Regions from separate parts of the Mus musculus genome. Here region 1 is linked to region 2. A link is a contact called in public Hi-C data. All regions are on one chromosome and are shown on one strand. Each heading gives the region's core, a stretch centred on a gene start, on an enhancer-like site or on the middle of the called end of the contact. The rest is flanking DNA. Distances are from core to core; before and after follow the strand shown. Region 1 has its middle 27 kb from the start of 4930579K19Rik. Region 2 overlaps Nmnat3 (nicotinamide nucleotide adenylyltransferase 3).

Region 1 (7,789 bases), core at 510-3,009, 210 kb before region 2:
ATGTCCATCAGTTGATTTGACACTGTTAGCCTAGCCAAGTTCACTCTGAATGTAACATAAGGCAGTGTAATAGGAAGGCTAGCAAGATGGGTTCCGGGGCCAGCAGACCTGATTTTGACAAGCTACGTGACCTCAGGCAAGCCTCAGTTTTCTTTATCTGAAATATGGAATGAATAAACACTAAGCTCTCATAGGACTGACAAGGTTAGGTGGGATTTTTCCCCCTTAGTCGGGGTTCTTATAGAACAATGGTTCTCAACTTTTCTGATGCTGGGACCCTTTAATACAGTTCCTCACGCTGTGGTGATGCCCCCAACCATAAAATTATTGTGCTGCTACTTCATAACTGTAATTTTGCTACTCTTATGAGTCATAATGTAAATATCTAATATGCAAGATATCTGATATGCAACCCCTGTGGGTGTTGGGACTCACAGGTTGAGAGCTACTGCTCTAGAAGAACAGTCAATGACGTGAATATGTCTATGCGTGCTCACACACCTACGTGCACATAAATTAAAATAGCAACAACAGAATTGCACCTGAGAGGCTGAGAACCTGGTAGAGGCTAGGTCCTTTAGACTGGGTGCCTCAGAAGTCAGGTAGCCTCACAGCAATGGTTTGCTATTGGAGAGGGTAGTTGCTCATTCTTTGAGAGCCACTGGTCCTTAGTCCAGGATGGAAGCCCAGAAATACTGGTTCCGATATCAGCTGAAGAATCAATGACAGCAACGGGGCAAAATCATCAAGAGGGAAGGCCAAGAGAGCAAAAGTCCAGATAGCATCCTCCCTGCCACGCCCTTCTTATTTGGGTTTTTATTGGTTGGGTCCACAATCTGGGTGGGTCTTCCAATGTCAATTAAGGCAACCAAGCCAGCTCTTCCAAGTGAGGTTTCTTACTCAGGTGATTCTAATCTGTGGCAAGTTGTCATTAAAATCAATAGAAACCGGATTGTGTAAATATTTATGCGTGTATATCAGGATGTGTGCATGTGTCTTCAAAATGTTGGCTAGCATGGCTACAACAAATACCATATCTTGGAAATTTCCCCAAACAAAAAATTCAGCGATAGACATGATAATGTCTCAGAGAAGGGTTACCAGATCTCAGCAGCAGCACTCCAGCATACCCATGGAAATTCTCACCCACTCTTGTTCACACACACACACACACACACACACACACACACACACACACACACAAGCAGGTCATACAAGGATGAGCATATGTAGCACACAAAATTTCACGTAAAGCACGACTGTGTCTGTCGGTTTGTGAGTGTATATATAAATATACACATTTGTAAAGGAGTCCTCTTCAAAATCAAGATGCTAGCACCTTCTCTCCTTGCATAGACACTACCAACCACTAGGCGGCACCTTAATCCTTCTCTTCAGCAACGTCCTTGCTGGTTAACACCGGATAGTCAGCTCTAAAAGTCTTTTAAGTGAATCTTCCTGAACCCACTGCGGGGCGGCGGGGCGGCAGATCATTCCCTCGGCTGATTCCAAAGTATTATGATGTGCTGGGAGATCTGATCATTCTTTCACCCTGTGGAGATTAATTGCCTTGAAATATTCATTGGATTAAATGTATTTAAACACGCACTGTTTAAAGCTCAGTGCTGCAAAATGCCATCCTCAAGATATATATTATGAGCATTAAATAATTAACTTAGTGTGTGAGAGGGAGGCAGAGATGGAGAAAGGGAGAGGGAGGGTAAGGGAGGGAGAGCGAGGTAGAGGGCAAGTAGGAGGGAGAGTCAGCGCATGCTCAGCTAAGGATGAGACCCAGAGCAGATAGTATCAGAGCTCAAGGCTCTCTCCATAAACCAGAAGATTACAACCTTGCCTGCTAATTGAAACTGCAGAAGTCTGTCTTCTCTGGCCATCCTCGTCTGTAACATGAGAAGGAAGGCGTGGCAGAAATCTGATCCTAAGTGACAAGTCTGAGAAAAAAACGGAGTAGTCATTCATGTCTATTGCCTGCTCACCTCCGTGTTGCTTTTCCGAACAGAAGTCCAGACTAACTCAGGCTCTGTGTCTCCCTCCTGTCTTCCTGCGGCCGTGTGTCCTCACAGGAAGAGGCATCAGAGAGCATACATGTGCCTTCACAGACTCTGGCACCGGACTGTCCAGGTCCATGGCCCAGCTGGACCACGTGCCCTGGCTCAGCCTTAGGAGTGTTGCTTAAACTGGACACCTCAGGTTCCTCCATCACCTCTCATGTTTGGGAGGACCTGCCGCACAAACAGGGCCTTCTGGATGCTGTCTGCTGCGTTTCCAGTTCAGCTCAACCACATACATATTGCCTCTCTTAGTTGGTCTAGTGCCTCCTCCTGTTGGCTTCAGAGCCATGCTTTATGGACTTCTAGAAGCTTCTCTGTAGACTGCCCTTTCTCAAATGGAGTTGTGAATTTTCTTTTCCTTAGTACCTTGATTTAACTAAGAAACTAGTCTTTATCATTATATTAAGACACGGATGGCTAATTCTGACCTCCAGGGAGACAGAGGTCTTGTCTGCCTCATCCTAGCCCAAATATAGACAGTGCTCCTCCATAAATATCTGAGGCAAGACTCATTGGACCTTTATGTACCCAAAAGCTTAGTTAGAAGAAATGCATATTGGGAAAGGGGCAAGGGGTGGGATTGGGGGAGCATGGCTAACATGCAATGCTTATTTTTATGAAAATTTAAAAGAACTGAAAATTCTAAAAAGGTGATGTGTCTTGAATGGTATTCAGACATTTTGGCAGACTAGAGCGAGGAGGTGCTGAAGACAGGTGAGGCCTAGCTGTATCCCCTGCCCCCAAGCCTTCAGCTTCAACTTCACTTACATCTAGGGCTGTGGTTTTTTTTAAGTTTTTATTTTTTATTTTTTTTGAACACAGAAAAGTTAATGAATATTAATAAATTGCTAATTAATATTAATCCATGTTAATTGATATTCATAAACCCACAGCTTCCCTGAACGCTAATGTAATACCCATCACAGCCATAGCATGGTGACCAGAATGTCAATGCTACTGTTAATGCTATTAATACTTTTAACTACACGACTGCCCTCATCTGAATTTCAACAGTTCTCCTTAGCATGCTCTTCTGCTACTTCAGCCTCCATGACTCCTCGGCGGCTCCCTCTCTGAGCCAATCTGTCAGTCCTTTCTTGGCTTTGGCACTTTTAAAGACCATCAGTCAATTTCACTGCTGAATAACTGTAAGCTGAAGTTTATTGGATGTTTGTTTACTATTTGATGGAGGTGCTGGGTTGGATGGGAATTCCATAATGGTGTCCCTGAATGGCTTTCATTACTGTGCTAGTTAAATTTGATCGCTTGATTAAGGAGGTTTGTGAAGCTACAACTTTTTCTTTCTTCCTTCTTCCCCTTCTTTCCTTCCTTCCTTCCTTTTAATTATTTTAGGTTTTTGAGAGAAGGCCTCACTATACAGCCCAGACTGGGTTTGAATTCCAAATCTTCCTGCCTCTGCTGCGATTATAAGTGTATTCCATCATGCCTAGCTCCCTGCTTTACCTTTTACAAATCATAACTATCTGGGCAGAGATACCTGAGGCTACCCTGATACTCTGTTTCTCTCCAAATGTGAACAGTTAATTGAATATCTATTGGTATATTTTATATGCGATCTGTGTGATCTATGGTGTCTAGTGGTAATTGAAATAATATTTGTCATCTCATCTGTGTTTACTAACTGACATTCTTCTATTAGAAAGCATTATTCTTTCCTTCCACTTACTTATATTATTTTAAAATGTTTATCAGTAACGAGTTGTGGATCTATGCTTTATTTTATGGGTTATCATATGAGATGTAGTTAATATTCTTATTTCTCAGCTTCTTCCAGTTAAGGTCAATTGCCTTCTAGTTGGATTCTTTCTTTTTCTTCATGTGTTTTCAATCCTGTTTGGGGGTTTCCCATAGGCAATGCCTGCTAACCACATAGGATACTTGGTCATGTCTCTTTTGTAAAGTTGTAGGGAGACGGTCCCAGGAGGTAGGCAGCTATTACTAGCCAGGCTAAGAAACTTGGTCTTGTGAGATCTTCCCACACATTCTAATCTTAATTTACTTCATAATTCATGTAACATCACACATCCTCCTATCTCTTCCCAGACTCTGGAAGGCTGGGAGATTTGGAAACAATGAAACATATTGATAAATAGAGAATTGACAAAAGAACTGGCCTGTACTTTTTATAAAAGGGATGCAATGAAAACATCAAACAAAAGTGGCAGAAGGAGAGCTGGAGAGTTGGTTTAGCAGTTAAGAATGCATTAAGAATGCCAACTGTTTTTGTAGAGGATTCAATTTCCAGTCTCAGGACTCACATCAGGCAGCTGGGGGATCTGAAGCCATCTGCTGGCCTCTAAGGGCATTGCACTCTAGTGCACAAATCCTCACACAGTCACAAACTTACAAAGATGTGTTTGTAGAAAGTGATGGAGATGTTATAAATTAAAAGAGATTATAGCTATTGACCAGCAGTTGAGTTCTTGCCTGGAATATACAAGGGACTAGTTTCTAATTCTAGTATGATAAGGAAAACAAACAAACAAACAGAAACAAAGAAACCAAACAGAATAATAATTGAAACAAAATTATTGTGTGGCAAAATCTTTGACAGAGTCTTAAGTTTTTTTCCCTAAAATCTATAAGATCATTCTGAGGTTTAAATTTGGACTGAATATTACATTCAAGGGAGTTGTTGACTTGATGATCTATTTTTATTTTACAAATAGTGCGCTACATAAACTAAATTTTCAATCATGATCAAATTGCTACTTTTTTATAATTTATTAATTTTCTGAATTGTTCAACAGTTGCTCATGCCGTTCCCATCTTGTGGAAGAGACATGCTTGTTTTTGAAAGATCTGTGCTGAACTATTCAGGAGCAAAATGCTTTGATGTCTGAAATTTATTCTCAAATAACTCAGAAAGAATTATAGTTGAGCAGATGTGGCAGAGTGTTAACAACTGCTTAATCTAAGTGTATGACGTTTTTCTCTTTTGGAGCTTTCCACACTTAAAATCTAAAAAAAAAAAAAAAAAAAACAACTGAGGGAAAACTATGCCTACCATCCAGTCTTCTATTTTATACATATCTGAGAGACTCAGTCTTGCAAAGTAAGAGAGGCTACATCATATTACAATATCCAGTTCTGGCTGCAGAAGGCTGGTCAGTGCAGAAAGCAGAGCTCTGGTTCCTGAAAAGCTGGGCTCAAATCCCAATTCCTCTCTTATTTCATACTTTAGCATCGTCTGGGCCCCAGATAACACGACTGTAATAGGAGGCTAGAGAGATGTTACTAATTGTGAGAATCACGGGTTTAATCTGTACATGTTGTATAAAATGTACATGTGAAACATTAACACATAAGACCATAGACCTGTCTGCTAGCAGCAGCTGCTGAGTTACAGGTCAAAGGCCACACCATGAGCCCTGAGTGCACTTCAGTTCTTCTGGGAAATTGCAGGATCCACTTGGGGAAGTGGATCTGGGGGTGGTGCAGGGCAGGCTGGGGTATCCCCAGGGGCGTTGAGATAATTTAAACATGTCAGAATATACTGAGATTCTTGGCTAAAAGAATTCACTTGTTAAATGTGAACATTCAAAACACTCCACAGGGTTTCAACATTCTGGTTTTTCATAATTGCCTTAAAACAAACACACAGGCTAAGAATTCTCCAAAAAAGAAGGGTTGACATTTGGTTATCACTATGCAAAAGAATGACTCTTGACCCTGATATCATGCCATACAAAAATTAAACAGTTTATAGACATAAATATAAGGTTAAACCATAAAACTACAAAAGAAAAAAACCCCACAGGAGAAAGGTTAGCATTCCTCTGCTGGACATACCATTCTCTAGGATACAAAGGGCAGGAATTTGAAAGATTGGTGAATCTGGACTTCATCAGAAGCCAAGCATCATTAGGAAGTCCACCAGGCATTTCTTAGACTGGTCAAAAAATGTTTGTAAAACCTTGTTCAAGAAGAAACATGTATCTATAATACATGAAAGAGCTCTTACAACTCAAGAATAAGGAGGCAAGCAATGTGATTTAAAATATAAGGAAAGTATTTGAATATGCACCTCACTAAAGTAAAGAGACAGATATCAAATAAATGTAAGGAAAGATGCTCTGTAGCGTTAGCTGAAAAAACAGACAGCCCTAGATGACTAAGGCCAGTTCATGACTAGGACAATCCTGTGTGTTGGCACAAAAACAGTGCAACTGGAACAAATAGAATGGCCACTTTGGAAAGCAGGCAGTTTCTTCTGAAGCAAAGCACCCGGAGGTTTCGTTTCTAAGTATTTGCTCAAGAAAACGAAAAACATAGCTCCACACAGAGATGTGTGTAAAGGTTCATAGCAGCTTTATTTATAATAACCTGAAATCTTGAAGTAATCTAAGTGTATGAGCACTCTGTGGTATGCTGAATGGATGCAGGGCTATATAGTGACAGAACAAGGGGCGAATATGCAAAAACATGAATGGTTCTCAGAAACAATGTAGCAAATGAAAGAAAGCAGACACTAAGGTCTACATGTTACAAAACCCCAGGCATGACAAAAATCGAGCAACTTCTACAGACATTTCCTGAGAAGTGATCTCATGGTGATGGGAGGTGGCCTTGTGGGAGGTGGCCTGTAGGAAGTGGCCTTGCTGGTAGAGTGACACTGCCTAGGAAGGATTGCATGGTTTTGTGCAGTTGGAGCTGGGGAGGCATCAGAGAAGTAGGACTTGGAGGGAACTACACTTGTTTCTAATCCTGGCTCTGCTGGAAAAGAGCTGTGTTGGGGTTATGGGGAGATCTTCTGTGGCTTCTAGAGAGTGAGGTGTTACACAGGGTAGTTTCTCACACCCGGGGCAAGGTGGCACTGTGTAAAGGTTAATTGCCTTCCCATTGGCTACTTCTGCTTGCCTCTTATTGATATGTCTTGCTTCATTTCCTGGCCTCAATGTAGTCAATGATGTGTCTCCTTCAGTGAGTCTTTTCTGCAATCTGAGGCGCTCACATCCTGTTGAACCTTGTGCATGTCAGCTGTTGTCTGTCACATGAAGACGGTGATGGGCCAATAAGATAGTTTAGCTGGTAAACGTTCTTTCCACTAAGCCTGATGATCTTCAATTCACAAGACTCACATCCTGGAAGGGGAGAGTAGACTCCTCAAAGGTGTCCTCTAACCTCCACATATGCACCGTGGCACATGCACACCCTCACACACACACACACACACACACACACACACACACACACACACACAAAGATATACACAAAGATGTTTGTAAGCTGCCATGTGGGTACTGATAATTGAACCCAGGTTCTTTGCAAGAGCATCAAGTGTTCTTTAACAACTGAGCCATGTCTTCACCCCACTCCTATTTTTTAAAAAGAGTATGTCCAGTGATTGCCGTGGGAACCAGTTTCATCAGGTTCATTGTTCATTCCAGGGTTCTACCTGGGAGTGAAGAAACAGCAGAGCTCAGCAAACAGTCACACTAGGCCATCTGTGAAGGGCAGGAGCCTGGGCTGTGGCCAGCCTTGAAAGGAAAGGTGGACATGATGCAGAGTGCCCAGAGAAGGGTAATTCAGGATGGTCCCAGAGAAGCATTGTTGGGTAGACAGAACCTGCCTTGCAGATTATCTTCCATCCTCCTTGTCCACCCAGGGAAATACTGTCTGGTGTCTTCCATCCAAAGCCTAGCACCAATGCACATTGTGTGCCAGGATATGGCTAGGATGCAGGGGCATGGATGGCT
Region 2 (7,833 bases), core at 376-2,875:
CACATACACTTACACACTATATAGCACATATAGCATATACATTTACACACTGTATATCACACACAGCATATACACTCACTATACATTACACAGTATATACATATACACACTATATATCACATACAACATATACACTTACACACTGTACATCACACATAGCATATACACTTACATACTGTACATCACACACAGTATATACACACACTATACATTACAGAGTGTATACACATACACACTATACATCACACACAGCATATACACTTACACACTGTACATCACACATAGCATATACACTTACATACTGTACATCATACACAGTATATACACACACTATACATCACACACAGCATATACACTTACACACTACACACCACACACAGCATATGCACACATGGATTCTAAAAAGAACATCTGTTTCCATTTGTTCAATCTCTCACTTGCCCCAATATAAAACAAGTTGTTGCTGCTGCCAAATTTCTCAAGGCCACAAGAGGACACTATGAGGATCTCAAAATACCAGGGAGGTGGAAACTCAGCCCAGGCTCTCCACAAAGGCAGAACAGAGCATCACACACAGCTGGGGAGAAGTGGGAAAGGCTGACACTCAACCACAGGTTAAGAGCTTTGCTGGGGACAACATAACCAAGCATAGAGCCATTCTCTCTAGCCTCGTGCAATATACATCTAGAAGGCCAGCAGCCTACCTTGTCTTTATTGAGCTATGAGCAGACTGTCATGCTGGTGAACAGACGGTTGCAAATCCAAGCAATGGTCTATGAAAGCAAAGACCTGAGCCAGGTTTGAGGCCATGATTAATTAACAATTTTAACCGTGTTCACCCAACACCTATTTAACAGGATGTGTAATTTCTGTGTTGTGCAGAAATGAGACCTGGCTGCTGGGCCGTCAGTCCACAGTCATGACCTGAGTCTGAAGCAGACCAGTTGAGCTTCTTCCTCATTTATTCCTTGGGACTCACTAGCAATACTCGCAGAGTGTGCCCTTGACCTCACTGAGATTACTAAACTACACTTGACACCAACAGACCCTAGGAAGAGGCTTGTGTTTCTTGTGAGCACAATGGTGCTGTCCCTTTAACAGGTAGGTGTGTTCATTCTCAAGCCCCTGGCGCCAGCCTCTACACGCTTGTTGCAGCTGACCCAGTGGTATCTCTGTGCAGGTCAGCCTTACACTCAAGGTTCTTTAGGGGTCCCCATGGACAACAGCCTCTGAAATGACATGGCCGGCATCTCTCTCCATCCCTCAGATCACTCCTGTCTGGCTAGGGAGCACTTCAGGGAACCATGCTCGCTCGGCACCTGCCTTACACGCTCCTGAACTGCTGTCCTAATGTCTCTATAATATATTAACAAGCCATGGCCAAAGGGAGCTCTGCTGAAATAGGCAGTAGTCGGAGCCATTTGGACCAAATCCTAGAATCTGCGCGGTATGCTGAGCTTCACAGTTTAGGAGCATGGGCGTCTGCTGTGAAATCGAGAAATGTGAGCATAAGACATTAGCTCTCACGTGACCAGGGCAGGGCTGAGTCCAAAACTGTTAACAGGCCTTTCATGGGGGAGGATCGGAGTCAGAAGGCACGGACGCTGAGCACTGTCAGATCCTGTGTGCTCAATGGTGCTTCCTGCCTGACAGGCATGCGCTTCTCCTGGCCTTCTGCCCTTGCTAGAGTCCAAGGCTCTCCATTGTTTTTTTTTACAACAGGAGAACAGCCGTGGGTCCATCTGGATAGCCTGAAAACTATCTTGTTGTTTGAGTGTAGTTTGTTCTAAAGGGAAAAAAAAAAAAAGTCAGGCAGCTCCACAACTTCCTCTCAGCCTGTACACAGGGCATAGAGCTAAGCAGCTCTAATTAAAGAGCAAACAGGCTGTGTGCTGAGGTGTAGCGGGAGGGCATGCTGTCTCTGGTTCAAGGAGTGTGTCAGCCAGGGACTCTGTCTGACCCCGACTCTGCCACCTCACCTCGGAGGCCAATTTTTCTGCACAAAAACGCCTGGCTTCTTTGTGAACCGACACACTTCCACGGAGCTCAAAGGCAGCATCAAGCATTGTCCCCAGTCATCACTTAAAACATGATGAAAACCACAACACAAAAACCCACGAAGAATAATGTCCCCCAAAGAGATCGTATTCTAGACCCCGGACTAAATGTTACTTTATTTAAAATAAAGAAATCTTTGCAGATTTCATTGAGGCTGTTGAGACGCAGGTGTTATGTATCCCTGAAGAGGGAGAAAAAAAGGGGGATTTGACACAAAGACAAAGTTGTGTGAAGGAAACAAAGGAAGATCTGGGGGAGGCTGGTACTGAGGACAGCAGTGACAGGGTCACAAACCAAGGCATGTGTGACAGTTAATCTTGATTGACAACCTGGCAGAATGTGGGATCAGCTAAGACACACTTCTGTATGCCCATGAGGGGGCTTCCATTTGCTGCTCATAGGGCAAGCTCTTTTTCCCTCTGAATAGGTAGCGCCTCCTAACTGGTGGGCTGGCTACAGAGGTCTGCGGTAGAAAGCAGTGTGTGCCTGTTTGCCTTGGCTTCTTGCTGGTCAGTGCCTCTGTCGCTGTGGCCGTGGCTGCTTCAGCCACCATCCTCTACTGACGACATCAGGTTCTACTTCTTTGGTCTTCCAAGGTGTACTGAAGTCCAGAGAGAGCTCTCTGGAAATCTTCCAGGTCTCCAGGTCAGCCTGGGACTGCAGAGGCGACCAGTTGCACAGTGAGCAGTTCTGGGATCTCAGCTTTCCCAGTGTGCAGACAGCCACGGCTGGACTCTCCAGCCTGTACTGTGCAAGCCAATCTAAGAGATCCTCTCTTACAATAGATATTCATTCTATGTGCACTGTTCCTCTAGACAAACCCCGATCAAGACTGAGTGCTGGAAGCCACCGAGGCTTGAAACAGACTCTTGGGTGCTTCCCATGAGAATGTGTCCCTGACACTGATTTTGGGCTAAGGATCCTGATTTTAGACTTCTGGTCTTGAGAGCTGTGAGTAAATATGGATCTTTCTGCTGTTTTAAACCTCCAAGTTTATGCTCTTTCATTGTAGCAGCTATCAGAAACTGGTACCACAGAGGTGTTGGTAGGAAGAATGTCACTCTGTACAATAGCTATCCTAAATACTCCGTGAATTCTCGGTGAGTGAATGTGTGTGTGTGTGTGTGTGTGTGCATGGGCGCTCGGGCGCACATGCACATGTACACACATGTGTTGCTGTATGACCCAGTGTTCTCTGAAGCTAATGAACAAATATCTATTCACACCAGATAGATCACTATGGACAAAACAAAGTAACCATGTCACCCAAGGCCAGCTTGGTGAACCAATGAGTTTTATTGGGGTTACATGTGTATGTGAGGGTCACTTACAGGAGCAGAAATGCCTGAGGCAGCTGTGTCACTGAAAACCCCACTTTAGCTTGGGTGGCTGCTTAGGGAGGCTGCCTCCACAGAGCTCTCGGTAAAACTAGATCTTCTGAGGGTCTCCTTACTAGTAGTGGTTACACTTGTGTAGCCTTGGGGGAGGGCTTTGTGAACCTAGTTTGAGGAGCTTCTTAAAACATGCAATTTGTTTATGATTCTCCCTCTGCCTGCCCATCAGGACATGTGTTGACATGTCTATGGGTACATGTGGAGGCCAGAGATCATATTGGAGTTCTCCTTTGGTGGCTTTCTAGTTTTCTTCTGAGACAAAGTCTTTCACTAAAACTAGTTTTCACTGATTAGCTAGACTTGGCCGGCAAGCTTTAGGGGGCTGCCTATCTCGACCCTCAGGTTCAGGGCTCTCCTATTTCTGCCCTTCCTGTGCTGGCATTATAACTGGATGGCCGCACCCGACTTTTTACATATGGATTCTTTAGATCCAAAACCAGATCCTTGGGCACTAACTGAGCCATCTCCTCAGGCCCTCCTTGGTGATTTTTTAACACAATTCGACTTCAGCCTTCAGCAAGTGGGCTACAAGAGGCCTTAACACTTGGCATCTACCTCCTAGCTCTGGGTGATGGACTCTCCTGAAGCAGGAAGAAGACAGCACGGAGAACAGAAGTTAAAACTATCATCTATATCATCTGAACAGGTTAAGTGTGAAGTGGATAGAGAATGCCAAAGCATTAAGAAACTTCCCACAAATTACCCTCATAGTGCAGCTATGTCTGTGTATGCGTGTGGGTGTGTGTAGGAAGCATATCCTCAAATAAATGACATGGAATTATTAACAAACCTATCAGCTGGCTGGTCTCTAAAGGTTTGTCTACAATAAGAAGTCACAGAACTATATGTCTGCCAATAGAGGACTGGTTAAATTCTGCATAATTTTATATAGCTGTTAAAAAGAGTGGCATGCACATGTATATGCATATATATTAATATGACAGATTATTAATGAGTAGGTATTAGATGAGGTGATGTAAATTTCAGGCATAATTTTAGCACTGTCTCACATTAGGCTAGGCAATCAATGTTAGTATAACACACAGGAATGATACTCAGGGCATATGTATCTACACACATTTATAATTTCATTGTAGTATATATCTAATGTCCAGTAAGCCACTATCTCTACAGGAAGATCAGAGGTGTTGCGAGGAGGCAAGAGGAGTGGCTCACTTGGGCTGCAGCTGTGTAATTTCAAACTGAAATGAGTTTTCCTTACCCTCTTCTAGAGGCTTCTATTTTAAGCTCTGAAGAGTGTGGTGAAATACACCACTCTGTATCATTCTGATCCATCCTATCTGTAATGTGCAACACAAGCTATGAGGCCACTTGAACGCCACAAGTCCCTACACACATGCTACATAAGGTGGCATTTCGTGAAATTACTGGCTTTTGCCTACTAAAAGAAACCAAGCCCCTCTTTCCCCTACACAAGATAGACTGCTTGTTCTTCAAGGCACATTTTGCCAAGATTTGCCACAGATCTTCAAAGCAGTGACACTTTAAGATGCCTGAATAGAGATTTCAGGACTTTTAGCTCCTGTATTTAAAACAGTTATGCAAATACCCAGGATCAGGAGCTGGGCTTTTCTATGGTACAGCAGCTCCATCTTGAAGAATGAGTCACAGTAAATTAAAGCTTAGTTGCGTTTATTTTGTTCTTCCATTTGCAGCATGAACATGTGAGTCAAACCCCACCTGTCCTGTTGCTGAGGAGATGGCCAGGATGATGCTTAGTCTGGGTTGTCTGAGAAGCTAGTTAAGGTGAGAGCAGAGCTTCAGGCTCAGACTTCCAGCTCAGCACTGAGATTTCCACCACCCAGTGACACTGCCTTACATAAAAGCAAGCTCTTCAGTTCCAGACTGTGGGGGCTATATCTGTGAGGGTCATGCTACTGTAGAGAGCCCAATGAGACAGGCACCTGGGGACAGACATAGAAGAGCATCCCTCCCTGAAGGCAGGACAAGGACATTAGGAGAGGTACAAGGTTAAAAAGGAGCCAGGGCAATGACTTTCTGTTTACCTTCCTCCTGGAGACAGAAACCACTAACATCACTCTAAGCGAAAGAGATCCATCTTCTTTCTAAACCTTCAGAAATTATACAACCACTTCCAGATGGGAAGGTCTGACTTCCCTTCCACAGTAGGATTCAAGTTATAACCAGAGAAAACTCTTCATGGCTTTTCGAAAAAGAATTCCCCTCACTTTGCTAACTAAGAAGTGATTGTTTAAAATAACTTTCTGCTTTAATCCAGTGTGAGCTTTTCAGCCATAAAAGGAAGACATTTTGGGAGCTAAGAAAATTCAGTACCTTCATCACAAGCGTTCTGAAAGTGTAAGGTCGTAGGAACTCATCCTTAGGAACTCATCCTTATGGGGTCACTGTTTGAGAACTTGAATGGAAGGTGTGGTATACAAACACCTGCTGAGCACGAAACACTCCAGACAGGGAAACTGGCATGTCAGAAGCTAAATAGTGACACCCGCTACGTGGCTTCCACTTTGACTCTCCTAAGAAGGCCCCACTTTCCCAAGGGTAGTATCTGCATAAGATAAAAACCAAATAGATTAAAAACTCCACTGTTGATGCCACATACACTCATGCCAATAACTAAAAAGCTAGAGGTTGCTCTGAGCGGTCAGCCTCACGTGTGATGGTAAAGGGACAGACGCTAGGAACACGTGGCACTTTATCTGTAGATAATGCAGCTGACCTGGATCCTGAGGATCGTAGGGACATCTCCAAGGCCAATTTCAGAATGAAGGTGGCCTAGCTTTCTCTGTCTAAGGGCAGAGTAATTCCAAGTCCTGGAGAAAAGCTGGAGAGTTAGTGCGTCAAAGCCTACACCAATCACATAAAGGACACTCTCTCCTTGCTTTACCCATATCATGCCAACTAGATGCTGCTATTCCACCTTGGCAGAAAGGATTCTGGGACCCAAAGATGTGAGCTAATTTGCCTAAGGTTGCATGATAAGATGAGCTAGGATCGGATCCTACCTGGCCAGCTTCTCTAAGAGGTCTTCTGGCTGGGTATGGACAAACTAAACTAGAGGTGGCAACTTCTCCTCCTGTGAACTATCCACCGGCTCAGAAGGCTTCACTGCTCCTACTCCCAGGTCCTGATTACAGTGTGTTTAAGTTAAACCGCAAAACTCTTCAGAACAAATTAAATCCACCCTAATCTCAAGAGCAAGACCAAAAAGACCACAGCCTCTTACCCTAGCAGATGGGATGGGGATCCGATTGGCCCCACTCATGCCTGCCCTCCCATTCCCCACCTGGGAGGCTGGGGACACCTTAGTAGAGCTAAGAGTGGCTTTGCTTTCCTGAGAGCAGATAACTCTCTTCCCTTTCTTCCCTGACATTCGAATGGTAAAATAGGAAGAAAGTACTTCCCCCCGCCCCATCCATTCTGAACTTTGAATCCTTTTGTGTCCTGTCCTAAGGACCTGCTGCCCTTCTGTGAAGCACATCCTGCCCTGGTTCAAGAAGGACAGAGACCAGGAATGTCTCAAGTTCAAGGACCTGCAGTTTCACAAATATCACAAATGATGGGTGTTACCCTGTCACGTTCTGTGTCTACTGCACCCTATAAAAACACATGGTGGGGTGACCTGGTCCCTAAGAAGTCGTCTTGCAGATAAGATGGGAATGTTTTTAATTTTTAAATTCAAGTGCAAAACAATCTCACACCTCTCAGTGGGTCTCAGAACAGAAAGGTGCTCTCAGGGGGTCGGGTGGTGGTGGTGTTACAAACATCATATAATTTTAAAAACTGGCTAAAAAATAATTGAATTCAGAAGCTATAAAATGGTATGTGAATCGAAGCCATTATTTTCTAAGTACCTAACAGATCACTTCCCAGCAGGTTGGTGGCCAACATCTTCCTGAATCAGCGACAAGCATGGAAACATCTACACTAAGGCGCCAACATCTCTTACTGTGTCTAGTCCTTGTGGTCCTCCTTCTACCTTAACTTCCCTGCCAGCCCCCTTCTCTCCCCAGCCCCTGATGCTGGCTGTCCCTCACTCATGACCTGCCAAAGCTCAACATGATAACTTTGTCCTTCTTCCTTGACTCTACTCACGGCACACTAAGTGGACACCCTGTCTCGTGCTGTCCCCATGCGACTCTGAGACCAACACACGGTTTTTATATCCATGGTCTTCAAGGTTGCATACTGAAGGTGTTTAATAAATGCTTGTTGAAGAAATGACACTATCATCTCGGACTCTTTTTCATGATGTATCTTGCCTGGAGCCACTTGCTTCCTTCCCTTCCCTGAGGCTCTTCTCTCACCTGGAAGGCCCTGTGTTCTTCAGTTGTAGTTACACTGACTCCAATTTGCCCATGAATGACAGCATCATTACCTA

What was found. A called contact is a pair of places that touch in the nucleus more often than the background predicts.
Region 1: a Hi-C map of uterus shows a contact between it and region 2, with 4 times the contacts expected there. The contact joins two enhancer-like sites. A contact is called at or near these places in 4 of 484 Hi-C or Micro-C datasets (the HPC-7 cell line, cerebellar granule neurons, cortical neurons and 1 more), 2 of 115 datasets of contacts at active chromatin or transcription factors (embryonic stem cells and pancreatic cancer cells) and 1 of 9 other capture datasets (embryonic stem cells).

What each region holds. Positions count from the first base shown.
Region 1 is chr9:98,532,546-98,540,334 of GRCm38.p6, reverse strand. No RefSeq gene overlaps it. Among named protein-coding and RNA genes, the nearest start is that of 4930579K19Rik, 27 kb to the left of the region's middle. Within about 2 kb of position 1,759, at least 36 of the 459 cell types and tissues checked have an H3K27ac peak or open chromatin away from gene starts, as enhancers often do. A contact at or near this core is called in the HPC-7 cell line and uterus, where this site is marked.
Region 2 is chr9:98,323,518-98,331,350 of GRCm38.p6, reverse strand. The region is part of intron 1 of Nmnat3 (nicotinamide nucleotide adenylyltransferase 3); the gene reads right to left. Among named protein-coding and RNA genes, the nearest start is that of Gm46126, 28 kb to the right of the region's middle. Within about 2 kb of position 1,625, at least 63 of the 459 cell types and tissues checked have an H3K27ac peak or open chromatin away from gene starts, as enhancers often do. A contact at or near this core is called in the HPC-7 cell line and uterus, where this site is marked.